Linked DNA regions of Drosophila melanogaster: all the other regions are linked to region 3. A link is a contact called in public Hi-C and HiChIP or PLAC-seq data. All regions are on one chromosome and are shown on one strand. The core of a region is the stretch at or near the end of the contact, and the rest is flanking DNA. Distances in the headings are between cores, read along the strand shown.

Region 1 (2,970 bases), core at 299-2,798, 890 kb before region 3:
ATACGTATTAGTCATCCATTTTAAAAAGTTACATTAAAACGTGAGTTTTTTACATGGGCTATATAAAATCGCAAACATTTAGTCGAAACCGAAATTCCAAATAACAAGATATTAGTCATTCTGTAAAACAAATTATTTGTGCAAACTGACTTTCTTTTCCTGGAGAACGGAAAGAAATCATTAATTATTAGGGCTAAGATGTTTGTAAATTGTATGATAGTAGTCCCTATTCTCTAGAAATTCATTGATCCTAGCCAGCTTCCATTCACCGTGACTGAAAAATCGCAGCTGCGCATCTCTGATGTTTGACAGCAGCTTGACTGGCCATCACATCCTACCAGCGCACAGACACACACACGCACCCGAGAGAGTAGAAAAAGGGATCGCCGTAGGCAGAGATTGGAAGATCCAGGGGAGGGGACAAGAAAACCAAGGAGAAGGAGAAGAAGCAAAGATCAGCCATTGCAGCGCAGCATCCGCAGAACAAAAGGGGCGAGATCACAAAGGAATTTTCAGCGCTCCTGCTGTTGCATCACTGCCGAAACAGATCAGATGTGCAGGCATTTCTCCCGAACATTTTCCCATATTCGTATTCATTCTCTTCCCACCCTCCTTCTACTGCTTCTCCTCCTCCTCCTCCTTCCCCACCCCTGGCTCGTGGCCTTTGGCTGTTGACCTCCCGAAAAAACGTAAAATATGTTTTTAGGGTCTCCGCTTTCACACCGCATTTCGATACGCGTTTTTACCTGTGCCACACAGGACACTTTGGTCGAACATCGGGGATGCGCTCGAGAACATTTTCTCTCTGTGGATTTAGCCACGGGTGTGGAGTCGTCATAATCGCTGCATACACACAGACGCACACCAACGCGGATAATGGGCAGAGACCTGTGGTCCCAAATCCCCCAAAAATAGATTACTTTCGTTGCAAATTCAGAGCAGCGATTGCAGCACGCTGAGCGTTCCTTACGGACTCTTTGACCATCCTAACCCCACTTTTCTGCACCTGCAAATGCAGCGGTTGGAACACGGAGGGGATAGCCCCATAATTCGTGGAGCAAACAACAAAAGAAAAATGTGGACATTGTTGTACACACAGGCAGAGTCACGCACACAGACGAACCCACTCGCTCGCTCGCTCGCAGCTAAAGTTTGAGTTCGCGTGGTGCCTTGCACATTGTTTATAAACTTTAAGGGCAGCCAACGTGGAGGGGGCACTAAAAAAACACACCCCACTTTAGCGGGCACAATTTGTTTTCAGGTTTTCAACTGCACATTTAACGCGTGTAAAACTTTTTGCGTTTGGGGCCCACTCTCACACATACAGGCGCAACACAGCACACACACGTTCAATCGAATTTTTCACATACGTTTTAAGGACGTTGCTCCTCGGAGATTGCCTAATTTTTGCGTTTTTCAGATGACTCTGTACCCAGTCTATCTAAATTTCTGGTTTTCAGATACTAGAATATGCGTGCAATTTGCGGATTTGGACAGATTTTGGACCCGAAAAAAAACTAATGCGGATCCAGTGTGACCACCGCTCGACCGTTCAAATATACCATGGGAATTCACGGCTTAAGTTAGGGATGTGATGGTCTCCGCGTGACTCGAGCTTGGTTTTAAAAAATGTGATACTCTGCAAGTTGTTTATATGTATGGATTTCATGAATTATTTATGTGTTGTAATAATAAACGTGTTTCTTACACAATTTAATTGCTCAGCAATTCTACTTTTCTTTTTTGATTGCTTATATTTTATATTATATTTTTGATTGCTTAATTACTAAAATTATTATATGTTTAAAAAACTTGTTTCTATTTTCATAGTTTTTAATTTTTATACTTATATTTTATAACTTATAGAAATTTCTTGAAAACCCTAAAAATGACATGAGTTTGTTATTTATTGCTATGTTATAAAATAATTAGAAACCATTACAGCAAATATCGTTAATTTGTTTACTAGTGATAGAGTGTGGTAACACTAGCATTTCCGTCCACACAATGTTAAGGTCACACTCAGAAGCTGCAAATTTCGAATTTCGACGGTCGCTATGAGTGGAGCTCTCGGAGATGTGGTGTCCGAATACCTGGAGCGCGGCCCAGTGCTCGTGGTGGCGGACCTCCTTAGCCTGATAACGGTCTCGTCCTGCCTGGTGATCAAGGTTCCGCAGATAAACACGATACGGGCGAACGAGTCCTCGAAAGGTGAGCACCGCCCACACAACATCTGCAACCTATCCTCCCACTCATATGATACGGATTTATGAATTAGGCATCAGTGTTTTGGGACTGTGCCTGGAGCTGTTCAGTTATACGGTGATGTTGTCGTACAACTACACCAGTGGCTACGACTTCCTCTCGTACATGGAGTATCCTGTTTTGCTGCTGCAGGAGTACGCCCTGATTTACTACGCCTTCAAGTACCAGGATCTGCTGGGAAGGAGGACGCAAGTGGTGGCCATACTGTATAGTATAGTGGCCACTCTCATATACATGAAGCTCTTTCCCATTATCATCCTTAAGTTCCTGGTGGTGAGTAAGCCTGTATTGATATCACCTAGTGACTGATTAGTCGGGTATTCTTGCCCAGATAACGACTTCGGCGCAGTTCAAACCCGTTCCCCGCTCTCTTTTCCAATTAACTAATTATGTTTCCGGGCAAACGGGTTTGGTTTGATTTGTTATTTGTTTTAGTTTGAAAAGGCGGTGCTCTTAACTGGGCAGCATCTTCGCTCAAGGTCACCGATGTTTGTTGTATAATATTTGAGCGGCTATTAATACTTTCAGTGCTCGGGCAATATATATAAATCTCGTGAAATTCATCTAAATGTTTGATTTCCCGTCAGCCTTTCTGCACTCCCATTGGAGCCACGAGTAAGGTCCTCCAGCTGCTGGCTATTCTGAGGACCAAGGATGCCAGTTCCGTCAGTAGAACCACATGGGCGCTCTCCGCCTTTACAAACA
Region 2 (2,700 bases), core at 92-2,591, 830 kb before region 3:
GGACGAGTACGACATTGAATTGGGCGACGAAGACCAGTTCGATCGTGATAAACTGCGGCATGAGCTTGGCCAGATACATGCGTAAGTAAATCAAAAATTCTACTTCTTTAAAATACTTTAACCATTTCTTTTTGACAGGCGTAAAATGATGGATCAGGATATTCGGGAAGTGCGCAAGATCAAGGAATTGCTCTTCGAAGAGGAGGAAGAGGGAGCGAATCGCCAGCGCCAATTCCGCTGGAAGAACGTGGAGGCCGGATTCAGTCTCGACGATAATCGAACCGACAATGGTGAAGGAAACGACGGCAGTGGCGATGAGGAAAACGAGCATCTGTGGCGAAAAATCCGCTACGAACGAGAGCAGCTTCTTTTAGAGAAGGGTTTAAAACCGGTGCGAAAACTCGTTTATTTTCTTAGTTCTATTCACTAAAACATTTTAATCTTTTAGGAGGTGGCCTCACCGCTTTCTACGTCCGTGATAAACACCAGTAACAATGGTAATTCGCCGGCCATTCGCCGACTGAACATAATTTCCTCTAAGAAGACAACTGTGGAGGTGAAGAAGAATTCTCCATTCCTGATCTCAAAGACAATAGCTGGCAAGCAGCAGAAGAGCGCTGTTCGTGGCTCCTTTCTGATTCGGGACCAGCAGACGCTTTCCAAACTGGCAGGACTCACAAAAGGAACCTCCGGCGATGTGGATGCCGCGGAGGGCACTATTTCTGTGAAGTCAGCGAAGGCGAAAAACTTCGTTTTCGCCACGCTAACGGAAGAGGAACATGAGGTGGGAACTAACTATGTTCTTTTGATTACGATTCCTTCTAAACCAAATTAATAACATTCCAGAATCGAAAGAGAAAAGCTGCCGATATACTGAACAGCAGCACTGAGACGGGGGTAAACTTCATAAAGAAACCAAAGTTGGAGCCTCGGAGAGACAAGTGCCTAATAGATCAGCTCCTTTGATCCGTTCTTCTTTTAAGCTAAGACTTAAATGTACATTTCAAAAGTTAGACTGCTAAGATAGTTTATAGGAGTGAATAAAAATAAGTTAAATTTTATATTTCTTTAGATAGGAACAGTATAAATTGGTTATACTGCCTTATAATTGGAATATTCCTTACATTTTATGTGCGATTGTTGTGAAATTTGGTATGTAGGAAGTTTATGATTAGGAATTTGTATGTATTTCAGTAAAATGAGGAATAATTAATAAAAAATTAAGAAAGATTTAAGATTTTACAAACCCAGTTAACGGTCTATTTTGTAAAATATATACATATGTGCGTATATATATTTTGGTATATTTCTCCAGCTACATGGTATATTTCGAACCCACAAACATTGGTCATACTGTGTGAATGAATGTGAATTCTATACAGAAATTATGAATATGTAAGTGAATCATTTACAAAGTCGCCGTGATCCAGGAGGCACAACAAAGCCACCGCCTCCTCCGCCGCCGATAAATTTAATCTAATCTACACATCGCGGCGAACAGCGCTGCCGCAGCTAAATTTTCAACAACCGGCGGATCGATCGGGTCGTCGTCAATCAGTAAACACTCGCCCGAAGACGCCGCCGGACGTTCCAGTCCCCAGTTTAGAGATCTCACAGTCCGACAAACAAACAGCAGAATGGTGGCCCCCTCGAAACTCAGCCAGGTGCTTAGCTACCAGAACTTTGTGCATGCCGTATCCGGAGCTGCGGTGAGTGGGCAAATATTTGCCGGCTAAAGGTCAAGATGGCATCGGTGCTAATTTGCATTTGGTCACCTATTCACAGGGCGGCTGCATCGCCATGAGCACTTTCTATCCACTGGATACAGTGCGTTCCCGCCTGCAACGTAAGTTTACCCAGGGATTCAACAATCGGACTGTAACTAATCATCACCCGATAAGCGGGCCACGCTTTGATAATTCATATAGGCGCACCTATTAATCTGTGCGCGAGTTCAAACTCCAGCGTTTGAAACTTTCTATTGACGATATGTTTGAGAGTCCATATCAGTCAATTGCCCGGGCTAATCCAATTTGAGGTCTGGTTATAGATGAAATTCGATAGCGTCTGGTTTCTGTGCCGCGAAAAAAATTGTGATAATTATTTTCTGTATAGTATGAGGAATAACTAAAGGTTTATTTTAAAAGATATACAAACACTATAGATGATATCATATGTGAACGTAGTTATAATATTACATTGTGTATATTTTGATACACAAAATTCGTTCAATATTAAGTGCCCATATGATACCTATGTGATATCGAGGGTTCACTTTACAAGGTGTGCGCTCTATTTCCCATTTTCCAAGTACACGAACAGCTTATATTATCTGAATGCATAAATTTTGCAATTTTATAGAGCCATTGGACTTTGACTCGTAAAATAAAACTTCTTACAATTATGATCAGTTAAGTTCACTAAAATTCGCGAAAACAAAAAGAAATACCTTTTAATACATTTTTTTAAAGGTGCAGCTTTATGACAATTTTAGCCCATACCATATTTACCCAACACGGTTGCATATTCGACTAAAGCGTTTTCAAATTTAATTCTAGAAATTGGATAATTAACATAATAGGGTTCAGGGTTGGCTTAATATCACTGACTCGTAGTATGCGTGACAAGTTCAATTAGCGCGAAAACCAAACACACCTGAAATAATCTTGGCTTCAGAATCCCCAGCTTAAAACTTATAGT
Region 3 (2,906 bases), core at 173-2,672:
CCGTTGCCAGGCGCCTCAGGCAGCAGACCGGGCGTGGGATACCAGAAGCGATAGGTGAAGTACCAGGTGAGTATGGCAATAATGCCGCTGATCACCTTCTCGATCATGCGGTGATAGTACAGCATGGTGCCCACCAACATGATGTCCCACAGCAGCTGCAGGGCCGCCATGCCGATGAATAGGGTGCGAATGATCGGCGTCAGGCGTTTGTACAAGAACTGCAGGCTGCGCATTTGCTCCTCGTTCAGCGTTCTCAGCGGATTCGTGCCCGAGTTCTCGGCTGTGCTGCGATTGTGTCGCTCGTTGCGGATGTGCTCCTTGATGGTCTCCCAGCGGATGATGGGACGCGCCTCCTCGATCAGCACCAGGCTGGAGTGGATCAGGATGAAGGCGTGTCCGGATATATCAAAGCCCTTCCACAGATGACCAGCCTTCAAACAGCTCGATTTGGTCGCATAACCTGGAAGCGCACACGCGATAGTTATTATTAAATTCATTACACGATGCTTGTATACCCACCCTTTGTGGTGCAGCGTCCGTAGGAGTTCTCCACGACGTTAAACAGCTTGGTCCAGAAGAACCAGAAGAAGGTGGCTATGACGATGCGCGGGAAATGGTGTCGCAGCATCCGTTTGTGGTCGCCACACGTAATCGTATAGGCCGAGAGCACCAGGAAGGGCACCACGAAGAGCAGCGTCCAGCCCCAGCCGATCTTCACGAAGTACTGGTTGAACAGGTTGTCCGATCGGGCGAAGTACGTCTTGGGGAAGGGCACAAAGTCCCCGATTACGGAGATCACAAACAGACTGCCCAGATACAAGGCTACTTTGAGGTCCGTATTGAAGAATATGGTCTTCTTGCACAAATGGATGACGCCCATGACCAGGATCTCGCGGATGCTAGTGGGTGCGGCCGTGGGCCTCGTTCCGCGCGCTTCCGACCTGGTGATGTCAGGTCCTCCGGGCCTGAAATTCATGTTGGAACCGGAGGAGGAGGGACTTCCCGCAGTACCGCCCAAATTTGGACGCAGCGGACGTCGCTTGGTGGCCATAGCTGGAGCTGTTGCTCGGGTCCAAAGTGTGTCACTTGAAAACTGCGTTGTTTGCTGCCGTTTTTGGTAATGCTGCGAGTGAAAAGCGAAAGTGAAAGCGAAGGAATCGTGCGTGTCAAAGTTCAACGGTTGCCAGACGCACTTACCTGTGACCAAACAGTGCCAGCGCATTCAAATCAGATCAACTGGTCAATTTGTTTGCTTTTTCGCCGGGCTTAGAGCACCCACTGCGTTGTTCTCAGTTGTAATTTTTCAATTCTTATTTTGGCCCAAATGTACGTGTTGCGCCTGTAAAAAATAGAACAGCTGCAGCTGGTGAGCACGCTTCACTGTGACTGGCAACTCTGATTGGAATTTTTATAAAGAGCGGGTTTCGTGGCGAATGGCAAGCCATGTGATCAGCTGTTCGGGCCTGAGATTTATCTCGAGCATTTTTAATTGCCGGTGCGGTTTTAATTGAACTGCGGCATGTACAACTCGGCCAAGCAGCTGCAGCGCGTGCTGACAGCGCGCGAGATTCGTAAAACCTTTTTGGATCATTTCACCGTCAATCATGGCCACAAGTTCGTTCGCTCCAGCCCGGTGGTGCCCTTTTGCGATCCCACTGTGGCTTTCGTTAACGCGGGCATGAATCAGGTGAGGTAACAGGCCCATTAAAAGCTATTGTTCGCTTGTTTATACGATGGCCTTCGCTGTAGTTCAAGTCGGTGTTCCTGGGCACAGCAGCGGCGCCACACAAGCGGGTTGTCAACTCCCAGAAGTGCGTCCGCGTTGGGGGAAAGCACAATGATCTCTCCGTGGTGGGCACGGATGGCTATCATCACACGTTCTTTGAGATGCTGGGCAACTGGTCCTTTGGGGATTACTTCAAGGTGGGTGCGTTCAGCTTACCCTCTATCACTTCTTTCTCACGAGACCTTTGGGTTTTCAGCGGGAGGCGTGTGCAATGGCCCTGGAGCTGCTCCGTGGTCCCTACAACATTGATCCAGGTCGTCTATACGTCACATACTTTGCTGGCGACAAGGTGCTGGGCATTCCAGCCGATCTGGAGTGTTTCGAGATCTGGAGGAGCCTGGGGTAAAGCTTGTTACATAACGAGAAGTTGGTTTCTTAAGTACTCGTGCTTTGCAGCTTTCCCGCCTCGCGAATACTGCCCTTTGGCTGCGCCGACAATTTTTGGGAAATGGGCGCTACAGGGCCGTGTGGTCCCTGCACCGAAATCCACATAGATCATCGCCCGGATTTGGGCAGCGTGGAGCAGCGAGCCAAGTTGGTGAACGCAGGTCGTTCCGATCTCACAGAGCTTTGGAATCTTGTCTTTATACAGTACAATCGGTGAGGATTTGCCTTCAAGTGGATTGTGTTCCTAGCCTAAGGTTCTTTATGCATTGATAGTCATGCCGATGGCAGCATCTCTCAATTGCCCGCTCATCATGTGGACACCGGCATGGGTTTTGAGCGGCTAACGGCTGTGCTTCAGAATAAGTCTTCTAACTATGATACGGACTTGTTCACGCCGATATTTGATGGCATCCAGCAGGCGGCCAAGACTCCGGTTTACAGTGGCAGCTTTCCGGATGGTGGAAATGCAGCAGTACTCGACACCAGCTATAGGATACTAGCCGATCATGCACGCATGGTGACCGCCTGTTTGGCCGACGGCATGCTTCCAGATCAAAAGTAAGCTTGTACTCATGCCCTGCAAATTTCGCATATAATCCAATATCTATTTCAGTCAGAAATTGCGTCGCGTGCTGCGCAAAGCTCTCAACATTTCGGAGCATGTGTTTGCCCACGACAAATTGCTGACCCAGCTAGTTCCTATTGTGGTGGAGACACTTGGTGAAGCCTATCC

What was found. Hi-C and Micro-C count contacts between places; a contact is called where the count stands out from the background. HiChIP or PLAC-seq counts read pairs in DNA pulled down with a chosen protein or histone mark.
Region 1: a Hi-C map of the Kc167 cell line shows a contact between it and region 3, with 2.4 times the contacts expected there. The contact joins the promoter of ago here to the promoter of AlaRS-m in region 3. A contact is called at or near these places in 5 of 107 Hi-C or Micro-C datasets (the D17-c3 cell line, the Kc167 cell line, eye imaginal disc and 1 more).
Region 2: a contact with region 3 is called in a POLR2A S2P HiChIP or PLAC-seq map of the Kc167 cell line, with 4 times the contacts expected there. The contact joins the promoter of PMP34 here to the promoter of AlaRS-m in region 3. A contact is called at or near these places in 7 of 107 Hi-C or Micro-C datasets (the D17-c3 cell line, the Kc167 cell line, the OSC cell line and 4 more) and 1 of 6 datasets of contacts at active chromatin or transcription factors (the Kc167 cell line).

Annotation. Positions count from the first base shown.
Region 1 is chr3L:4,252,758-4,255,727 of dm6, forward strand. It overlaps ago (archipelago), which reads right to left and starts at 1,549. Exons shown (of 7, transcript NM_079198.3): 1 at 1,371-1,549. It overlaps CG1265, which reads left to right and starts at 2,019. Exons shown (of 4, transcript NM_139621.3): 1 at 2,019-2,211; 2 at 2,279-2,538; 3 at 2,853-2,970. The coding sequence starts at 2,058.
Region 2 is chr3L:4,317,414-4,320,113 of dm6, forward strand. PMP34 (Peroxisomal Membrane Protein 34) reads left to right here and starts at 1,342. Exons shown (of 3, transcript NM_168081.3): 1 at 1,342-1,709; 2 at 1,786-1,846. The coding sequence starts at 1,638. It overlaps Claspin (claspin,), which reads left to right. Exons shown (of 7, transcript NM_001300005.1): 4 at 1-81; 5 at 139-391; 6 at 449-784; 7 at 847-1,195. The coding sequence ends at 966.
Region 3 is chr3L:5,144,676-5,147,581 of dm6, forward strand. AlaRS-m (Alanyl-tRNA synthetase, mitochondrial) reads left to right here and starts at 1,423. Exons shown (of 10, transcript NM_079208.3): 1 at 1,423-1,687; 2 at 1,750-1,923; 3 at 1,983-2,128; 4 at 2,183-2,386; 5 at 2,447-2,731; 6 at 2,787-2,906. The coding sequence starts at 1,520. Fitm (Fat storage inducing transmembrane protein) reads right to left here and starts at 1,388. Exons shown (of 2, transcript NM_168110.3): 1 at 520-1,388; 2 at 1-460. The coding sequence starts at 1,222.